Linked DNA regions of Sus scrofa: region 2 is linked to region 1. The links are chromatin contacts, called in public promoter capture Hi-C maps. All regions are on one chromosome and are shown on one strand. The core of a region is the stretch at or near the end of the contact, and the rest is flanking DNA. Distances in the headings are between cores, read along the strand shown.

Region 1 (3,597 bases), core at 305-2,804:
GCCACAGCAACTCGGGATCCGAGCCGCGTCTGCAACCTACACCACAGCTCAGGGCAACACCAGATCGTTAACCCACTGAGCAAGGCCAGGGACCGAACCCGCAACCTCATGGTTCCTAGTCGGATTCGTTAACCACTGCGCCACGACGGGAACTCCTCATCTCTCTTTTCAATTGACTCTCAGCACCACGTTTGAGTTTTTACATCTGGCTATATAATTGAGTTCTTTACAAGGAATAATCTACCTCAAGACTGGTCCTGCTGTGATAGGAGGAATTGCTTCCAAGAACCACCATCCACATGGCTTCACTTAAGCCATGTGGCCAGCCAAGAGAGAGTGACAGAACTATCACCACTCCAGTTGTCCAGGCTTTTGGCCCCTTGATTGCCTCTTCATTCCCTGTAAGGCCTTATACCTGTGTAGTAAGCGTGTGTGTAAAGATAGAAGGGTATGTCACAGGAAAACGGGGAATGGGGGAGTTGTGTTCCCCAGCCACGTCGAACTTGAATAAATGGGGTTCCGTAAATACCGAGTGATTTGAAGGAAAGTGGACATACAACCCGAAGCAATCAAAGGGAAGGCTATCTTACTTAATACTGGGGATAGATGTTTTTCTTTCTGCCTCTCAGGTCCAAAGCGGGGAAGAAGGACCAGTGGCTTAGGTTGTAAACCTTAAGGTTAAGGACTCTTTCTGTTGAGCATAGCTCTCAGCAGTCAACTAAATGTGAAACGTTTAAATAGCAAGGTAAGTATACCTTATGGAAGATAAGACTGAAAGAGCTCCACCAGCAGGACCCCTACACAGAGCCTACCATAAAGAGGGCTTAATCAACTCTAGAAGGACTGTTAAAGTATCACCTACTGAAAGTGTGCTCTTTCCCAGCACCTCTTATTGGAGTTTCTCTATGTGGGTGTGATCCTAAGAGAGGAGTGGGTGAGAAAGAGAGTGTGCTGGGTACAATTTGTGTATATGCAAGAGAATACCGAAACTCTCAATGAGGAATAACATATGTTTCTAGGAGTGCATCTGTGCAAAAAAGACACGGTCCCCGAAATTGTGCTAAGGGGGATAAAAACCCTATTTTAAAAAGTTTTTATTTTACACATGTCATCTTTTTGTCATATTTCCTCCTACTGTCTTGTCCGCCTGATCAAACAGCCCTTTCCCACCTCAGGTCCATGAAACATTTCGAACAGTCTGACAGCCTGACAAACCAGACAGACTACTCACTCGGGGATCCCAGAGGCAAACCTCGGCCCGAGAGCAGAAGTGACTCCAGGGCGCACCTGCCTGGAGGTCGTCCTTCGTCCATCCAGCGGAAATTACAAGGATTCGTAGGGCAGGGCCGAGGCCCGGCAAGGCATTGAGAGCCAGTAGTAGCAGGCCGGACCCGCAGGATCCAAGGTGACCTGGAGAGTGTGCACGACCAGGGGCGGACTGAGCCCTCTCCCGCTTCCCTGCGGTGAGTTCATCTCGCCAGGTGTCGGCGCGCGCGGCCGGCCTGCCCCCCACTCCCCAGCCGAGTGCGCCTGCCCGGTTGGAGCCGCGCCCAGTTCCCGGGTGAAGGCCGGGCGCCTGGCGCCCCAGGCCGCGCTCCCGGGAGCTCTGGCCTCTCACCGGCGGGGAGGCGGGGCCGGAGGAGGGGCTGGGACGGTGGGGTTGGGCCGGCGGGATTGGGCCGGCGGGGCGGGGTTCGCGCCCAGTGCCCGGGACTCCGCAGCAGCTTCCCCTGCAGGTCTCCAGCAGGCGAGCGGCTCGGTCGCCCTCTCCAGCCCCATGGCAGCCCCTGGCTCCCCGGCTGAGTGCGGCTACATCCGGACGGTCCTGGGCCAGCAGATCCTGGGGCAGCTGGACAGCTCCAGCCTGGCCCTGCCCTCTGAGGCCAAGCTGAAGCTGGCAGGAAGCAGCGGTCGCAGCGGCCAGGCGGTCAAGAGCCTCCGGATCCAGGAGCAGGTGCAGCAGACCCTGGCCCGGAAGGGCCGCAATTTCGTGGGCAACGGTGAGTAAAGCCCTGCCGCCTTCTGCATCGCTCTCACCGTGCCTTTTACCCATTCCCTACTCCTTCCTCACCCTCAGTGCCCAGTTGCTTGGACTCCCTTCTTACTGAAGGTGCGAGACCTGGTGTTCTGCCCACCTGTTGCTCGCCAGCCCATTGTACGACCTGTCGCGCCTTCAGACTCAGACCAGCTTACTTGGGGAAAGCATTCTTCTTTTTTAAAAATAACCTCTTACTCACCCTTGTCATCTATGTCTATTAAATGCATATGTATGTATGGAAAGAATTCAGTCCAAGATTTTCACCCCTCCCTTAACCTGCTTCCCTAAGCCCTCCACCCCCACCCCGGGGACTTCATCTGTAGGCTCTGAGAGTCTGTAAACACTTTGAAATTCTGTGCAGAAATGTGGTATGTTCATTTTTCTGGAAGAAAGTGCCTCTAGCTTTTATTTAAAATTTTAAAGGATCTATGACCCCCATAAATATTTTTTAAAAAGAAAACCTGAAAGTACTGGTTTTCTGCAAGCTGTATATTGGGATTGTGGTGCCTCGCCCAGGTACCTGGGGGCACTCCACCCAGTGTACGGAGCGAGTGGTTGATCTAGGAAATGAAAAGATTGGGTAGGAGGCTTTGGGCTGGGGAACAATCACACCACCCCGCGGATGAGGAGGAGGAGAAGAAAGGGGACTTTGGCCCCGCCAGCAGCAGCCCCTCCCGCCTCGCTGCGCCCTACCAACGCACTTGTAAGCACAGCGCTGGTATCTCCAAAAAAATTAAGCTTGGAGGTGAACGAGTTTGAAAAAATAGTAGTCCTTATATTAGGTGTTTATTTTTTCATTTTAAAAGTATTATAAGTTTATTGTGGAAAAGAGAAGGGGAAAGAAATTGAACAATTAAATTGGGTTTTTTGTTATTTCCTGCAGTGTTGAACTGTTTCTCTGGGAAGTTAACCTGGGCAATGGTAAATGTAGAGCCTATAAGGAAAAAGAAAAATGCTTGCAGACCAGATCAGAGAGTTAAAACAGCCGACCTTGGGAGGCTCTATTGTTTTCCCTTTGTGTAAAAGAATCAGGCAATCAAGACTTAATTACTTAAAGGGTAAAGAGAAGATATTTAATGGTTATAGTTGATGTACTTGTGTGCTTTCTATGTGCCAGGAATTGGACTGTATGATTTGCATTCATTGTGTTATTTACGTTTCTAGGGGAAAAAAAAAAAAAAAAAAAAAAAAGCTTGTGAGGTAGTCCTTTAATCCCCATCTCACAGATGAGGAAACTAAACAGTTAAGTGACACTCAAGTTCCCACAGATTTTAAGTAGCAACTGATAGTATTTATTTATTTATTTATTTTTTGTCTTTTGTCTTTTTTGTTGTTGTTGTTGTTATTGTTGCTATTTCTTGGGCCGCTCCCAGGGCATATGGAGGTTCCCAGGCTAGGGGTTGAATCGGAGCTGTAGCCACCGGCCTACGCCAGAGCCACAGCAACGCGGGATCCGAGCCACGTCTGCAACCTACACCACAGCTCACGGCAACGCCGGATCCTTAACCCACTGAGCAAGGGCAGGGACCGAACCCGAAACCTCATGGTTCCTAGTCGGA
Region 2 (3,597 bases), core at 734-3,233, 61 kb after region 1:
TCAATAGAAATGTTAAGCAGTCCCCTTGCAAAGCATCCCCCACACACTCTTGTGACTAAATTTTCCACTATCTTATTTGTTCCCTTAACAGATGGACTCTAATTAAAAGTTGTACTTCACAGAAATTATATGGCATTTCCCTTAGCCAAAGAAATTCCTTTTTTTTTTTTTTTTTTTTTTTTTTTGCTTTTTTTAGGGCCACGCCCACAGCACATGGAAGTTCCCAGGCCAGGGGTTGAATTGGAGCTGCAGCTACCGGTCTACACCACAGCCACTGCAACTCAGGATCCCAACCACCTCTTCAACCTACACCACAGTTCATGGCAACACCAGATCCTTGACCCACTGAGCAAGGCCAGAGATCAAACCTGTATTCTTGTGGATACCAGTCAGGTTCATTACTGCTGAGCCACAATGGGAACTCCTGCAAGAGGTTTTTTTTAATCGCATCCTCATGTTTAAAAGTTATGTGCATGTCTTAAATTGGAGGTAGTGCTTTATTAGCTATATCTTATGACAAAGTCTTTTTCCAAAAAGAAATAATAATACTATCTTCATCATAGTTGGAACTACTATTAATTTTTTTTAATTCATAATCAAAAAAAATTAAATGAGTTGATATATTTGGATAAAACCACTGATGACTTTATTGCTATCTTGTGGTTAAAGTTTATGCCTGTCATGGACTTTAAGGGTATTATGCTAAGTAAAATGTCAGACAGAGAACTGTATGATTTCACTTATATGTGGAATATGATTTCACTCATAAAAAACAGACAAGGAGGGAGTTCCTGCTGTGATGGTACAGGGGATTAAGGATCCAGTGTTGTCTCTGTGGTGGCTTGGGTCACTGCTGAGGCACGGGTTCAATCCCCAGTCATGCACAGTGGGTTAAGGATCCAGTGTTGCTGCAGCTGTGGCATAGGTTGCAGCTGCAGCTTGAATTTGATCCCTGGCCCATGAACTTTCATATGCCATGAGTTCAGCTGAAAAACTAAAAACAGACAGGGAGTTCCCTGATGGCCTAGCAATTCAAGATTTGGTATTGTCACTGCTGTGGCTCAGGTTTAACCCCTGGCCTAGGAAATTCCACATGCCACGGGTGTAGCCAAAAAAAAAAAAAACAAAAAAAAAAAAACAAAAAACAAAAAAAACCCCAAAATAAGTGAACAAACCAAACCTAACAAATCAAGCATGTAGATAACAGAGTACAGAGTAGTGGTTACCGGAGGGGAAGGCAATGGGGGAGGGTAGATGAATAAAGGGGGTAAACTGTATGAAGGATGAAAACCTAATTTTGTTGGTGAGCACACTGTAGTGTATATAGAAGTAGAAAAGTGGAAGTATAAGTTGTACACATGAAACTTCTATACTGGTATAAACCAGTGCTACCTCAATAAAAAATAAATTTTTAAAAATGTATGCTATCTTGGAGGTATAGGCTATCTGAGCACCTAACAGAGTATTATGCTACTCTAGGTCTTGAGCATTTCATCCATCATGGTCTGCCATCTCAAACTTCTCTTTTAGCTGTTAAGAATGTCTGCTCAAGTTCCAGTGGCTCCTGGGCATATTGTTTAAATTAGTTTGCTGTCTATAATTCATTTAAAATGGAGTGTGGCACTCTACCTTGAACAGCCTAAATCAAGAGGAAATGACTTTTGCCTATCAACCAGAGGATCTCTGGCTGAACTGACTCTTTAGAATGCTTTTGGAAGACCTGAAAATGTAGGAATGCAGAACTGAAGGATTTTTAAGGATAGGTTTTCTCCTCCTCCACCTTCTAGTGTCTTAATCCGTAATTGATGCTGACATATCTCTGTTCAGTTAATGTTCCTTGTCCTGGAAGGAATAAGACGTGTAGGTTGTGAGCTTTGTTCTACTCCCAATGTTGCTTCTGTTTGCAGAATGAACAGCTGACTTTGGCTGATATTTGCGGATACCTGCAGGATCTGATGTTGACTTCAGAGTCACAAACAAGCCCTTCTTTTGGCACAGAGTTTTTGTTCCTCTGCCAGTTCAAATGAGGCTCCTCTTTTGTTTTGTGCAACCACAGGGTGCCTCTGGCTTTCTCTAGGTTAATCACAGACAAGGCCCCACTGTTTGATATGTGTCAGCTGAGAGTTCAACAAAAGCCCAGACCTAAATCTCGAATAACAAGAGGAAGAAGGATGCCTCCTTATCGGCCGATGTCTTATCAAGTGCCTATTGGATCTTAGAATGGACTCAGACCCAGCACTTAATTGACTGGTACCACTTAGGGTATAATTTACAACACACAGTATTAGGAAGCCTGTAATTAATTGTTGGTAAACGTGAAGATGCAGCCACAGTTTTTTTTAAAACCATTGTGGTGATCACTATCTCAATATGCTGGTTAGACCCTGAAGACTGGCTCCATAGGCAGTAGGTCTTACATATAATGCACATATAAATTATGTGTTAGTACAGGGAACTATATCCAGTCTCTTGGGATAGACCACGATGGAAGATAATATAAGAGAGGAAATGTATATATGGTATGACTGGGTCACTTTACTGTACAGCAGAAATTGGCACAACATTGTAAATCAACTATACTTTAATAAATAGTGTGTTAGTAGAAATAGCCCCATTTAAGAAGAAACAAAAAAACCCTAACTCTTAGATCGACTTATTGCTACAATGTCTTGAAAAGTTTGACTCCTACCCTATTACTACCTGCCATTCTCATGCCCTGGTAACTAACTATAGTCTTTTACTTTAAACATTTCATATTAGTTCATCATTTCCCCAGGCCAGTTGTCCTTACACCAAGTTTGGGCATTCCATATTGTAACAAACTTCCTATCACTGCTGGCAGACTAGCTGTATTTTGACAGTATTCCTGCACATAGCCACACACAGATAAATTTTTATGGCAGGGTCATTTAAAATCCCATTAGAAGCAGGTAATTCTGATTTTGAACAACAGTCACAGGTTAGGATTCTGAATGAGATTCTAGCATATCCTAATTCCAGGAATTTTGTGAAAACATTATCTGCAAACGGTCTAGCACATACGCTAAATTGCAGTTATTTTTATCATTTGACACTGTTCATTCTTTAGTTTACCATATAAATTTAAGGTTTAGTCACACTGTCATTAATCTTAACAGTGACAATTTTATTAATTCCAGCAAAGTCCAGAATGTTTGGTTTTCTTTTCTCCTTTTCATTGTGACACGCAGGAATGTATGAGATAAGTGGTCCCAGAGAGTCATGAATCACTGATTTGCTTTAAGATAAAGCACCTGAAGCCTCCTAAATATGTGAAATTTTGTTTGGAGACATACAGAGGTTCAGATTCTATTTTTTAACACACCTTCAAAGTCATATCACCAGAAAAGTTCTTGCGAATATCGAACACAAGCCACAGTTCCAGCTGGCATCCTCCTGCTCAGGCCCAGTGGAAGTGAAGAACCTCAAACAGTCCTGTCTTTATGTTTAGAGTAGTCCTTGCCCTCCTCTATCCACTTTTTCCTGAGGCCCCAAGGACCTGATTTTAAAATTTCAGTATACAAAGCATGCAGTTTTAATTTCCCAAAAGTTACTCACAGATGTACTCAGACTTCTGCT

What was found. Promoter capture Hi-C pulls out the DNA fragments that hold promoters and counts their contacts.
Region 2: a contact with region 1 is called in a promoter capture Hi-C map of liver, with 4 times the contacts expected there. The contact joins the enhancer-like site here to the promoter of PKP2 in region 1. A contact is called at or near these places in 1 of 5 promoter capture datasets (liver) and 6 of 47 Hi-C or Micro-C datasets (embryonic fibroblasts, fetal heart ventricle, heart right ventricle and 2 more).

What each region holds. Positions count from the first base shown.
Region 1 is chr5:41,423,133-41,426,729 of Sscrofa11.1, forward strand. PKP2 (plakophilin-2) reads left to right here and starts at 1,555. Exons shown (of 13, transcript XM_003126396.5): 1 at 1,555-2,000. The coding sequence starts at 1,778. It overlaps LOC106507506 (a long non-coding RNA gene), which reads right to left and starts at 1,397. Exons shown (of 3, transcript XR_002344052.1): 1 at 1,288-1,397.
Region 2 is chr5:41,483,333-41,486,929 of Sscrofa11.1, forward strand. All of the region lies in intron 6 of PKP2 (plakophilin-2), which reads left to right. Among named protein-coding and RNA genes, the nearest start is that of PKP2, 60 kb to the left of the region's middle. Within about 2 kb of position 1,984, at least 8 of the 83 cell types and tissues checked have an H3K27ac peak or open chromatin away from gene starts, as enhancers often do. A contact at or near this core is called in liver, where this site is marked.